Linked DNA regions of Mus musculus: region 2 is linked to region 1. The links are chromatin contacts, called in public promoter capture Hi-C maps. All regions are on one chromosome and are shown on one strand. The core of a region is the stretch at or near the end of the contact, and the rest is flanking DNA. Distances in the headings are between cores, read along the strand shown.

Region 1 (6,706 bases), core at 2,626-5,125:
CTGGCTAGCTTATGGCCCCTGGGAAACCCAAATTTAACAACACAAGGAATGGGAAAACCCCCTGGGGCCAGGTCACCATATTTGTCCCGCCACTGCTGCCTGTTTTGGTGCTGGTTCCCAGGCCACTTATAATTCCTTTGTGCCCCTCTGTGAAGTAGGCTACCTTCCCAACAGCCCCTTGCAGACCCACAGTCTAACTTGCCTCAGGGGCATCCCAGCCTCTTAGCTCCAATGGACCGCTCAGTAAGCTAACACATGGCTCCAGGGATCTGCCAGCTAATAGCCTGCACCAAGTTTCCTGGCCCGCCCAGTGCACAGAAGAGATTTGGCTCAGTCAGGGAAAATGAAGTCTTTTGTGTATATAATCTCAAGACACATTTCTGACCTATGGCTTTCCTATTTCCTGCTCTCTTGTTCTGGAATAAATTAATCTAATTTTTAAAAACTTTTTTTTCCTTTTCTATTCGTTGATAACTCCATTGGATTTGTGGCTGAATGAGAGAAACTATGCATTTTATACACACATATTTGGCATGACAATAAATATCCCCCATTAAAACCTTGCAAAATTGCCTCAAGTTCCACAGCACACCTCCCTTGCCCCCGCCCAGTCTATTTCATGGGGATTGGTGCTGAAATGTGGGCACAGTAGGGCTACACACACAGTATAGCCAGGATTTCCCCCGACCCGCCTTCCCTGGCTACAGAGCAGGTGCAGCATGCGTTAGCCTTGGCACAGTGTCCTTGAAGGGAAGCTGGCGATGGGAAACTAATGAGAATCAGGCCAGGCTGTCTGAAGATGGGCTGCAGCTGCAGGAGCCAAGTTGTAAAATTGCTCTTGTGGGCGGAGAGAAAGTGTATCTGCAGAAAGTGCTGGACACGTTTTATTTGCCCATGTGTTCGAGCAGGGTGCTTTGGCATTCAAACACATTGATCGTAGTAAGGCTTCAGTCCCAGGTCCCTCCCTCCAAGGTCTCAGGCTGTACCTGCCCTGGTTCTGATTCCTCATAACTACTTGGACCAATAAATCTTGACATGAGCCTCGGGAGAAGTTATTATTTTTCATAGAAAATAGTTATTTCTCAGTTAAAGCACACTTTTGATTTTCCTGTGATCTGTCTCTGTCAGTGCTTTGCAAACCAGTCTCTTTAGACCATGCTTTCAGCTTTCCACATGCCAAACTGTCACATGAATTTCCCAAGTCCCTGGGGCCCCATGCTCTCCTGCTCTACCATGACAGCCACTCTCATAAAACATATACAAAGGCCACTGGGGCTCTTACAAATGGTTGGGAACCATAAACTCCCTGGAAAGTGTATTCTCATCTTGCCTGCTGTCTGAGCCCTGCCCCAGGACTGGCTGCATGGGCTGGGACTACAGTGGACTTGTCATCAGTGAGACATAGTTCAGCAGTAGACATAGCTCATGTAGTCCCCAGCAACCTGCAGAGTCTCCTCAACTTTCAAAGATCCCCATCCAGGTAACACCAGATCCTTGACTTTGCCACAGATAAGAATTTCAGGATGGGCCAGATGGTAGTGAAGTCAGAGTTCATTAGGAAGAAAGCAACAAAAACTTCAGCATAGTAGTTAATAGAGAGATGCTTAGGGAAAAAATAAGGCACACCCAATCCTGGGTGTTGACTTCTCAAAGGAGAGTCATATCTAAGTGGCTTTGAAATAGCCATGTATAGGATTTCAGAGGCTATCAGAGTTTTTTGCTCAACAGATATCTAAGGGACTCTCCCTTCCTCTTCCTCTTTTCCCCTTTCCAATAAGTGAGATTATAGGATGGTTCTGAAGCCATCTGGATGGAATTACAATCTGGTAAAATAAAACCTTGGGCCACAAGGAGTTTAAGGAACTACTTTTCCTGTAAATGAGTTCCTTGTGAAATTCCTAGAAACCTGCAGGTTTAGATCGAAAAGACACAAACATGGCTTGCTGCTACTTTAACATCCTTATTTTAAAATGTTGTCTCTGTGTCAGCAAATGTTAACTGCATTGGAATTCTTGACTATCAGCTAGAGACAAGCGTCAGCCAATCTCCAGACTCTCTCATATCCCCTGAAGTTTCCTTATCCATCCTGCCTCAGACTTTCTTGCCTTCTGTGTAGAGTTGGGACCTGAAGATCAAGCTCTCCCATCCCAGGCTGGCCTTGTCCAGATCCTTTCCACATACAAACTGAGGGTCAAGAAGCCAGTCCTGCTGGGCATGGTGGCACACGCCTTTAATCCCAGCACTCAGGAGGCAGAGGCAGGCGGATTTCTGAGTTCGAGGCCAGCCTGGTCTACAGAGTGAGTTCCAGGACAGCCAGGGTTACACAGAGAAACTCTGTCTCAAAATTTAAACAACGACGACGACGACGACGACAAAGAAGAAGAAGAAGAAGAAGAAGAAGAAGAAGAAGAAGAAGAAGAAGAAGAAGAAGAAGAAGAAGCCAGTCCTACTCTCATGACTGCCTCCCCCCACCCTACCCCCAGGCAGTTTCCCTACCAGTCTCTCTGGTCCCTTGTCCTGCTTATTCATCCTCTGGTGACCATTAAAAATCAAATAGCTTCTCTGTATTTGTCTCCCAACCATGTCTCCCTGTTGCAGGATATTTGATCACAATGTAAACCCCAAGACTGTGTTATTTACTGAGAATAAAACCGGTTTCTAGTTGTGGTGTGGCTCAGCCCTTAGCACACACCTTTAATCCATGAGCTTTCTGTTTATTGTAAACAGTATAGATTAGATATAGATATAGATATAGATATAGATATAGATATAGATATAGATAGGCTTTTCAAGACAGGGTTTCTCTGTATAGCCCTGGATGTCCTGGAACTCACTCTGTAGACCAGGCTGGCCTCGAACTCAGAAATCTGCCTGCCTCTGCCTCCCAAGTGGTGGGATTAAAGGTATGCGCCACCACGCCTGGTTTATTGTAAACAATATTAAATAGGTCAAGAGGAAGAACAAGAGACCAGTTGACAGGGAGTGAAGTAGGAAAAACCGTACAGTGAGAGATCAGGTAGACAAACAGGAAGTAGAAGAGATTACATATTCTCTCTAGTGTTTGGAGAAAGCAGAACATTAGCATAGGAAAGTAGACTGAGTGATTGGAGAAGCCAGACATGGTGGTGCACATGTGTAATCCCAGTCCAGGGAGGCAGGAGGACAGATTCAGGCACATAGTGAACTCCATGCCAGCCTTAGAACCCTGTCTAAAAAAGAAGAGTCAGGTCTACCTCTCCTTTCTACCATCTTAGCAGGAAGCCAGCCAACTTTACCAGGTGGTTCTACTGTATCATGTGGGTTATAAAAAGGTCAAGGGATCATCGTGGATGTTTGAAGTTGACAGGTAAAATCATAGGTTGCATGTAAAATCTAGGATTCATGCTACATAAGAAATACAGGCATATAGCAAATATTTTTTCGATCTGTTTTTGTCCTATTAAATCTGCATTTCAGACTGAAAATCTTGGCCTGGTGTTTACTCAACATTCAACATGGCACGGGCTATTTCCCCTTGCTAAATCTGGCTACTTAGGCCCAGGACTTTCACTAGGTGAAAATTGCTTGCGGGTTTTAAGATTTTTAAGAGTTTTTTTTAATTGGGATAGGGCCAATGACCAGAGGCAGGGGCGGGGCCAGGAGCACAGGGGCGGAGCAGACTTAAGGAATGAGGCGGGGCCTACATTCTGGGGCGGGAACAATGTTCGGGGGCGGAGCAAAAAAGCGAGCTGTGCGGGACCTGGAATGACCAGTGCTGGGGAGGGGGGTCAAATTACGAGGGCGGGGCGAGAACGAAGAGTAGTGCCTGGGAAGATTAGCGGATTCGGGGGCGGGGCTAGTGCCTAGGGCGGGACCGGCGCGCGCAAGCACGTGACGCCGGTTGCCAGGGTGAAAGGTCAACGCGCCGGCGGCACTCCCAACATGGCTGCCGCCCGGGCTGTGGCGCGGGATCCAGGAGCTTATGCGCGGCAGCCACCGTCTCTTCGAGCCGCGCGGCTGCCGCGGCTGCTCTTCCTGCTGGCGGTGGTGGCGGCAGTGGGGCCCCGGGAGGGCGGCGGGGCGCGGCTCTACCGCGAGGGCTCAGACGCCGTGTGGTTGCTGGACAGCGGCAGCGTGCGGTCGGCCACGGGCAACAGCTCAGCCGCGTGGCTGGTGCAGTTCCACTCGTCGTGGTGCGGCCACTGCATCGGCTACGCACCCACCTGGCGAGCGCTGGCGGCGGACGTGCGAGGTGAGGGCCCCGCGCGCCGGTGGACGTTCCTCCGACGCAACAGCTACGTGGGCGAAGCCCCACAGATGGGGCCGATGGCTTTCCTGAGGTCGCCAGCTCAGAACACCGACTTCAACATGTCCCCAACCACTTATCCTAGCCACTACCCGATCAGTTTGACTTTCCCCATACCCAGCAATTGCATTTCAGAGGCTACCCTCTCCACTCAGGAAGGTCCCCATTCCTGTCAAACCTCAGCCTCGTTTGCTAGGTAGCCGACCATATGGTGGGCATTGGGCTGAGAAACTTAGATACCCACTCTGGGGACTGCTCTGCAACAGCAGAAAGTTTACAAAGCGTCTTCTTGCTGGGCTTCTGGGTCACTAGCCATAGCTTTCAGGAAATCTTCCCATATATGTTTAGTTACTCACCTTTGTAGAACTCAGACCCCTTGGAGCAGCTCCTGTAAATGGAATTTAAGTGGCCTTCCCAGCACTGGCTTACATTTGGCTTCACTGGCTTACAACTGTTGAACTAACCTCTAATTACAGATCTCTCAGGGCAAGACAACAAATTGTTACTCTTTTTCCTGCACCTTTGGTTTTAGGTCTGATGTTGAACACTGCTGTGTTCTTCTTAAACAGATTTGCAAAGAAGCCCTTTTTCCAAGTACGCAATTGCAGATGACTATTTTAAAATGTTTACCCTCTCTTTCCTCATTGTTGGGGCACTTTGACTTATATTTTTTTATTTTTTTGAGACAGTTTCATGACGTTGTCCAGGCTGGCCTTGAATCCATTGACCTCTGCTTTGGTCCTTATGTAGAATCTAATGACATTGTTCTCTTGGGTCGTAAGTTTTCTTTTTCTTTCTTCTTAATACTTAATTTGTTTTGAATTACATGGGCGTGGGTGTGTGCAGGTGAGTGCAGTTTCCCTTGGAAGGCAGAGGTTTTGGATTCCCTGCAGCTGGAATCAGAGGTGGAGGGAGCTGGGAATGACACTCCAGACTGAAAGAGCAGTGTGTGGGGTTTTCTTTGTTTGCCTCTTTATTTATAGTTTTTCAAGCCAGGGATTCTCTGTGTAGTCTTGGCTGTCCTAGAACTCACTCTATAGACCAGGTTGGCCTTGAACTCAGAAAGATCCGCTTGCTTCTGCCTTCTGAGGGCTGGTATTAAAGGCGAGCACCCACAACACCCTGATGCAGTCTGTGCTTTTAAACTTTGAGCCATCTCAGTTTCCTTAAGTCCTTGACAAGCACTAGCCAAAAGTGAGACAAGACAGTGAAAAGACAGTTTATACACTGGTTTTTTGTGGGGGTTTTATTTTTATTTTTTGCCACTCAATAGAGGAGAGGATTTTCCATTTCTTAATGCTTGTTGGTGGACCTGCAGGTGACCCTGGCAAGACTTGTTGGCAGCTTTTTTGCTTATATCAGTTCTGGCTTTCAATCTGGTAGCTAACTTGTACAAGCCACATCACGTGTTATAAGCTGGCTCTTCTATTAACCAAACCAACAGAGAGTGCTGCAGTTGTCCCCGGAATTTGAAAGGAAGAACAGTTCCAAAAGTGCCACAGTAAAAATGCACAGCTAATGCTGTGGTTGGCTTAGTGAACTGCAGTTGTCTTTAAAGAGTGACTGGTGCCTAGAAGATGGGGCAAGGTGTGGTGAAAGTGAAAGCTGACTGGCAGGGGCAGGTGAGGGCCTGAAGAGGGGTGCAGGATGTTGAGGGCAGAACTGCCTGAGTCAGGATGTCAGAGGCTCCTGAAGCAAGTCACCTGAGGACTTGGTAGGTGCTAACCCTAGTGTTATCAGTCCCAGCCTAGGCTGCTGGGTGGATCCTAACTTCTGGAGGTGTCTGGTCACCTGTTGTAAGGGATCCTGCCTAACTGCAGGATCCCTTACAACACCTACAGAAGTGATGACATCCCATGTGATGCCTGTCATGTTGGACAGCTTCCCCAGGAAGCTTCTGACTCTCACTCCAGTCCTCCTGTGACAGTGACCTCAGTACCTTCCGTGCCTTGCCTTGTAGACTTGTGTGTAGAATATGGGAAGCACTAGACCTTCTGCCTGGCCTCCACTTGGCTATGCTTCCTGCTGGCTTCCTGCCTGGGTGATCTAACAGGACAGAGGGTGCTTAGGGGTAATCAGTCACCTGTGAGTTGGACATGCAGGCCTTGTATTGGGTCCTCCCCAGTAGTTTCTTCCTGCCTCCATGAAATAGCACCTAGTGGCTTCTCCTAGTCCCGACCCTAGTCTCTGGTTGGACTGGCTGTGTTGCCATGGTTGACAATTAGCTAGAAGGTACTTTATGCTTGTCTTCCTGCTCCTCAATCTTTTCTAATTGAATGAGCAGCTGGAAAAGGTCGTGGGGGTTGGGGTGGGGGTGGGGGTCCCCAGCTTGTGTCTGGAGGGAGGGCGTCCTCAATCTTGTGTCTTAGGTTGAGGACACCTGCCACTTCCTCAAAAACGTATGGTGAAGTTTTTTTCTCT
Region 2 (6,706 bases), core at 1,726-4,225, 57 kb before region 1:
AGGATGGTAGAGGGGAGGTACCCTCCCGAGAGAGGTGAAGGAGGAGGCAGGGTGAGTGGGGGCCTGTGTGGCCTCTAGAGCTAAGCTGCTGCTTTATACCTGTGGAGACAGAGAGGATGGTAGGTTGGTAAGTGTCAGGAGCCCAGGAGCAGGGTGCTGAGGGGCTCAGACCTCCAGAGCCTTGTAGTGAGCTTCCAGGTTGGCTGAGATGCTGCTGGCAGTTAAGTGCAGGCCTGGCCTGAATGGGGCATGTGTGCTCTTTTTCCTGGGCTATGGTCTGCCCAGAGGCCATGAAGCCTTGCTCCTAACTACCCTGTGGCAGACACACAGTACAGAGTTCTGTCATGCCAGCTGCTGTGGCAGTCCTAGGGCAGGGTGGGCAGTCTGCAGGTTTTATCCTGCCGTGGTCTGGGTATCAGCAGAGGTTTATGAGGTGCAGCTGAGGCCTCTGGTGAGCCTGGACTGTGAGAAGGATGTAGCAGCCATCTTCACTGAGCCATTGTATGCCAACGCTGAAAGAGACTAGGAAGGGCAGAGTGCCAAGCCTGTGGGGTAGCATGGGACACACAGAAGGATAGGAACTCCCAGCCTGAAGGATGGTGGCAGCAGACAGGGTGTGTGGGAGCCAGTCTGCAGGCTGCTGCTGCTGCTTTGCATCCTGGGTATTATTTTTCTGCTCACAGGGCTTTTGTTGTAATAACTCAGTTCAGAGCGACAGCCACGTACTGGCTCTGGCTAATCTGTTTTGTTTATGGTGTGGCTTTTTTTTTTCCAGACAAGTCATGCCTCAGTTGGTGGAGACAGCTCGGCCCCAGCTCGGCCCCTAAGCAGCTTCCTGTGGGTGGGAAGCAGGGTTGCTAGCCAGTGAGGAAATTCTGTCTCCCCTTCTCAGAAGCACCCTGTTCCTTGCCACTAGGAGAACATTAACAGGACTTCATCAGCTCCTTTGTGCCAAAGGTAACTGTTATTCAAGGTTGTTTGTTGTGTGACAAAATGTTTCCTAGGGAGATGCAACATTCTCCTTCTACTCACTCCAGATAGACAGACCATGTCAGACTCATGCCAGACAAAAGTAGGGATTCCACCAAGTCCAACTTGGTGAAGCAGTGAGTTTTATTGAAGTTAGTTACAGGAAAATGGATGAAGGGTTACTTACAGGAGCAGAAATGACTCAGACAGCTGCACGACCAAGGTCCACCCCGGCATGGGTGACAGTTCACAGTGCTGGGAATCTGTACAGTCTGCAGGCAGCTCAACAGGTCGGAGAGTATCCTCTGGTCTAAAACTCTTCTAGGCTGCTCGACTGGTTTCTGCTTCTCCCAGAAAGTTGGTCTGGTTTCAGTAGGCAAGAGTGACTCTCCGCAGTCTTTATTACCACTGAGTAAATCTGGTCAGTTTCAGGGACTTCCTGAAGCTATTGTGAGTTGTTCACCTCCTTGTTTTAGGAGCTTCCCTTTAGTTTGGAATGTTTTAATCTTGAAGGAAACCATTTCACAATAAAGGTCCAAACCCTGAGAGTTTGGATAGCCCTGGCACCGCAGGGGTGACCCCTATCTTGCAGGCAGCAGGTGGGAGACAGGCTAGCAAAGGCCACCAAGGATGTTCCCAGGAGGATCTATGGAACAGAGAATTCTGAAGCAGAGCTCTCTTAAGACCCTAGAGTTGGGTGATCCAGCTTCCTCATGTCTTGACTTGGGCTAGAATGCAGCAGTCTGGTATAAGCCTAGCTGACTGTCTTGTCCTAGGAGGTACATGCCATCCCTTGGAGCACGGGGATCTAGGCCTTTGTGTTTTCTAGACAACAAACTATACTTGATGCTGTCCTAAAGTTCACTTACAGAGACCACTGGTGCCATTAGGGAACATATGAGTGGGATCTGCTCCAGGGCCATGGGAGTAGATGAGGCCCAGCAGGGCTGATCTAGGCTAGGGCAGTCAACTATTGCCAATAGGAACACACGCATAAGTTCACCTGGGCCCCTAGGTGGCAGAGCTCACCTCCCACATCCTCCTGCCTCAGCAAAGTCAGATCCCCGTCATGGGCATGCTGCCCATTTCCCTAAGGTTAGCTCTGCAGACCTGCCCCAGGGACAGTCAATTGGAAGGCCTCCTCTCCCTCAGTCTTGGGGAAAGTGGTAGATAGAAAAGTTGGCACCAGATGTGCCCAGGATACTGGAACTTGACTCTGGACCCTACCTATTCGGTACTAGAATGTTCTGGCTATGAGGGAGAGCCTAGGAGTTGGTGGCATGAAAGTAGTCTCCTCTCACACTCAGGAGGTCTGTCCTTGGGTTATTGTCTCCAGGGATTCATGTCCCTTCCCTAGATCAGACCCTTTAGAAACAGTCTCAAGAATGAAGGCTAGCTAGCTCAGTGGTAAGAGCTAACATATATAACATATACAAGCCCTGCAAACCATCTCTAGTGCCATTAAGGAAAAGAAAAATCAAGTCTTGGGTTTTCATCATGCTGCCTAGTCTTCTGTTCTTTGGAAATGCTTCGGAAGAAAAGCTTCAAGCTAAGCAGGGTTCTGTTCACACCTTCGCTTCCCAGCCAACAGGGGAGAGGCAAGACAGCAGAGGGTTTATGGGGTGTTCACAGTCCTCAGGGTGGGGTGTGGTCTCTCCTGTCCAAGGTTAGCCTTAGACTGGGATTAGAGCTGGGATTTGAGTCTTTTGTCCTTGGAACTGTGCTGACCACAGGGCTTACTGACCAGAATCCCAATCTTCCCATCATATCGACTTCCAGAAGTCTCTGTTGGGTGTGTGCTCCCTAGAGTGTCAGGGGCAGCTGTCTGCTAGCTAGAGCCATGAGTAGGAGTTGAAGCCACAGGCTAACACTCAGTGACACGGGGTTATTATGCTGTCATGGGCCACCTGGAATTCTCTCCCACCCCATGACAAACAGCTCACCAGGAAATCCCACAGCCATTGTCTACCCAAGGCTAGTTAACTCATTGTCCCTACCCTCCTTCAATGACTGTCCTGAGCATCAGGGGACCCACACTGGACAATACCCAGAACAAAGCAGTGTCCAGTCCCTGATGGGTGCTGTGTGGTAGGCCTACAGACTACCATGTGATTATCCTGTTAGACCCAGGGTCCCAGGTGGTGTGGCTTGCCATCTGTACTCTCCTATCTCAGATGCAATGACAACTCCGCTCATGGGTGTGATGCCCACCTCCTTAAGGGCAACCCTGCAGAACTGTTCCAGGGGCAACCAGCAAGAAGGCCTCTTCTCCCCCAAGGCCATGGGGAGAATGGCTGGTCAGAAGGACAGCACCAAGCCCAGGTAGTGTTTGTGTGGACAGGACAAGAGCACCAGCAATGCTAGTAGTCTTGTGGTTACCTTTCCTCAGGGGCAGCTTGTTCATGGGAGGTAGGAGGATACAGAGGTGGAGTGTGTGGGTCCCTGGCCAAAACTTGCTTGTACCTTTGATTTTGACATGGCTACTCTAGCCTCAGTTTTCTCGTGCATAAATTAAACTGATCATGGTACCTACCTTAAAAGGTTGTGGTTAGTGTCTGAGGGAGAATGTCAGGAGATGTCCATGTGGTGGAGGAATTTTCTGGTTCCTCTTGTCTTAGGCTGTGAGGTAGAAACAGGGAGAAAGGGGTGTTGGGGATTATAGGACACCATTCATATGAGATACTGAGCTCTGACAGGCTGTGTTGTCCCTCTCTCCAAGGGATGAAGTGTTCCATCCACATGCAGCCAAGGACAGCCTTCTGGCCACAACACTGAGGTGGCCTGTTCTCTCCCAGCAGTTGAGTCCACCTCAAACAGTTCCCTATGTGGCCTGGTCTGGCAATATCAAGGATCCAAGCCCCTACATGAAGGGCTGCAGCCTGCCCATGTGGTCTCCATGCTTGGACACTAAGGACGTGGACAGCTCGGTGTCATCCGGCAGAATGTCTGGCTCCTCAGGGGGGCATGAATCATGCACACTTTCTCATGGGCCCTGGAAGGAAAGGCCACCCCTGATACTGGGACCCCAGCGCCAGCCCAGGAAGAGTGACCCTCGTCTGGAGCAGTTGAGGGACAAGATCCGAGCCCAGGCACAGTGGCAGGCTAGCTGTGCCTCCCTGGGCACCTCTGCCCCCTCTAGTGCCTCGTGCCTCTACAAAACCTCGACGATGCTATGGCGGAAGACCCCCAAGGTGACAAATGCGCTTCCAGTGCCTGCTTTCCCAGGTCAGTGGCCGATATGCCCAGCTGGTGTGGCCATAGTTAAGGGAAAAGTGGAGGGCAAGTCGTAAGGTTATGTGCATAAGGTCCCCAAAGGGCTTGAGGATCGGGAGAACAGTGTAGCTTGGGGTGGGGCTTCTGAGCTGAATTTAGGGTGAAGATGCTTTATCACTTTATCGTGGTGTCAAATGATACCGTGAGATGAGAGGGATGGAGCCTTGGAAGACAGAGACCCAGAGAGCCTGTGGAGTCGTAAAAGGGACAAACTTTTTGTTTGTCCCTGAAGCCTTAGTGGCCATTTAAGCATGCCTGGACACTGTCAGGTGTAGAGAGTACGGCCAGTGTGGGATTTAGAAGGCCTGCCTGCCATCCACAAGCAAGATAGGCTGTATTTTCTGGAGTGGGGAAGGTGGATGTCAGTTAAACAAATACCTGAAGAGTTGCCCATTAGAGACGCTGAAAGCTAGGTGGCTGCCTAGGCATTTTCTAAGGAGGAAAGGATCTGTAAGGCAGCGGCTTCTCTTTAAAAGCCGTGGTAAAACACATAACATAAAATTAGTCACCTCTACTGTTTAAAATGCGTCCTGTTTATCTATTTGTGCATATACGTGTCTGTATGTGGGGAGCATTGCCCATATATATGCCCATATCCCACAACAGCCTAATTGTGGGGATCAGAGGACAGCTTGCAGGAATCAGGTTCTCTCCTTCCACCATGTAGGTCCTAGGGATCAATCTCAAGACATGAGCCTTGGCAGCAAGCCCCTTTACCTGCTGAGCCATCTCGCCAGCCCCCATCTCTACCATTTTAAAAATGTTCTGTTCAGTTCAGGCAGCCAGTCCTTGTCATGAAGCCATTACTACCATCCTTCTCCAAAAGTACCATCCTTCACCTTAACCCTCCCCAGTCTCTGGCACCATCTTCTACTTCCTGTCCCTATGGGTTTGATGACTCCGGGCACCTCATAGAAATGGGATCCCATGGGATTTGTTCTGTGGCTCTCTTCAAAGGAGAACATCTTTTGGAAAGTGCAGATAAGTACGGAGGAGGAGTGATGACTCCATCACTAGCATCATCACTAACTGCCGGGAGCCTTTCCCAGCACATTGTCCTGGCCAGTTCTCTGAGCTTTGTCCCTGTGTTAGTTACACCATTACAAAATAGCCGAGAGAAATAACCTACAAGAGGAAGGATTTTCTTTGGCTCCTGTATCGGAGTGTTCTCACTTGGCTCCATTGACTCTGGGCCTGCAGTAAGGCCAGGCTTCATGGTGTCAGGGCACGGCAGAGCCAACCTACACACCACACAGTGAACAGGAAGCAGAGAGAGATGGTAAGGGTTACCTTCCTCTTATCGGGCTCCCCTCGCCCATTCAGCTAGAAACCTATCAGCAGCTTCACTCATTCCTAGAATTAGCATCTGGTCACCTCATGTTGGGTCACCATCTGGGATCAAGCCCTCAACACAGGAGCCGTTGAGACCTTTTAATGTCAAAACCATACCATTCTGCCCCGCACACCGAATGCTTGTCTTGGTGCAAAAATCCACTTAGCCCATCTCCAAGAAGCTCAAAGAACTTTGGAATTGCTAAAAGATCCAGTCAAGCTCTCCTCAGAGATGCAAGGCAAAATGATTCGTTTTTCCAAGATACAATGTTAAGGGCCAAACATGCTCATTTCAAAAGAGAACAGAGAAACATCAAGGAAGTATTAGTCCAAATGGAGACTGAAACCATCAGGGAAATCATTATATCCTATAGCTTAATACTTTTGTTGTTGTTGTTGTTGTTGTTTTTTTTTCCGAGACAGGGTTTCTCTCTGTAGCCCTGGCTGTCCTGGAACTCACTCTGTAGACCAGGCTGGCCTCAAACTCAGAAATCTGCCTGCATCTGCCTTCTGAGTGCTGGGACTAAAGGCGTGCGCCACCGTGCCCGGCAATACTTTTTAATGTATGCCTGTACATTTGAATGTGCACCACATGTGTGTCTGGTGCTCTTGGAAGCCAGAAGAGGGCTTTAGAGCCTCTGTAGCTGGAGTTAAAGGCAACGTGAGCTGCCTGGTGTGGGTGCTGGGAATCAAACCAGTATCTTCTGCAAGAACAGCAAATATGCAAATATGCAAACCACCGAGCCATGTGCCCAGCCCCTGTTATCGTGTAGGCGTATGACCAGCATTTGGGGTGCATGGGAACATGACATGAGCGTCCAAGGGCTTGCGAAAGCCCAGCCCTAATCCTCCCATGCTGTAGCCCATGTTGTCTACCCTGGGTTGGCTGTACTTTCTGACAGGCTTTCCTCAGCAAGTCTGCTGCTCTGGAGTCTCTAACTTCCCGGGGTCAGCTTGCAGCTATACTTCGCCTTCAGAGCTTCAGGCTCTGTCCTTCCAAGGGAAATCAATATGGGGGGATCTTGACCCCCAAGGCTCTCTTTTGAAATCTCAGCAAGAGCCTCCACAAGCTCATTATCTCTGTGTTCTATATGCCGTAAAAATCCGCATCATGTGGACAGTGCTGAGGTCT

What was found. Promoter capture Hi-C pulls out the DNA fragments that hold promoters and counts their contacts.
Region 2: a contact with region 1 is called in a promoter capture Hi-C map of Sertoli cells, with 5 times the contacts expected there. The contact joins the promoter of Ccdc187 here to the promoter of Qsox2 in region 1. A contact is called at or near these places in 12 of 39 promoter capture datasets (the 3T3-L1 cell line, 3T3-L1-derived adipocytes, the HPC-7 cell line and 8 more), 9 of 484 Hi-C or Micro-C datasets (the N1E-115 cell line, double positive thymocytes, embryonic stem cells and 5 more), 4 of 115 datasets of contacts at active chromatin or transcription factors (embryonic stem cells and pancreatic cancer cells) and 3 of 9 other capture datasets (adipose tissue, liver and pancreatic islet).

Annotation. Positions count from the first base shown.
Region 1 is chr2:26,234,568-26,241,273 of GRCm38.p6, reverse strand. It overlaps Qsox2 (quiescin Q6 sulfhydryl oxidase 2), which reads left to right and starts at 3,875. Exons shown (of 12, transcript NM_001302956.1): 1 at 3,875-4,231. The coding sequence starts at 3,922.
Region 2 is chr2:26,290,826-26,297,531 of GRCm38.p6, reverse strand. Ccdc187 (coiled-coil domain containing 187) reads left to right here and starts at 2,975. Exons shown (of 10, transcript NM_177841.3): 1 at 2,975-3,291; 2 at 3,689-4,194. The coding sequence starts at 3,149. It overlaps Gm35807 (a long non-coding RNA gene), which reads right to left and starts at 2,825. Exons shown (of 3, transcript XR_374168.4): 1 at 1,157-2,825.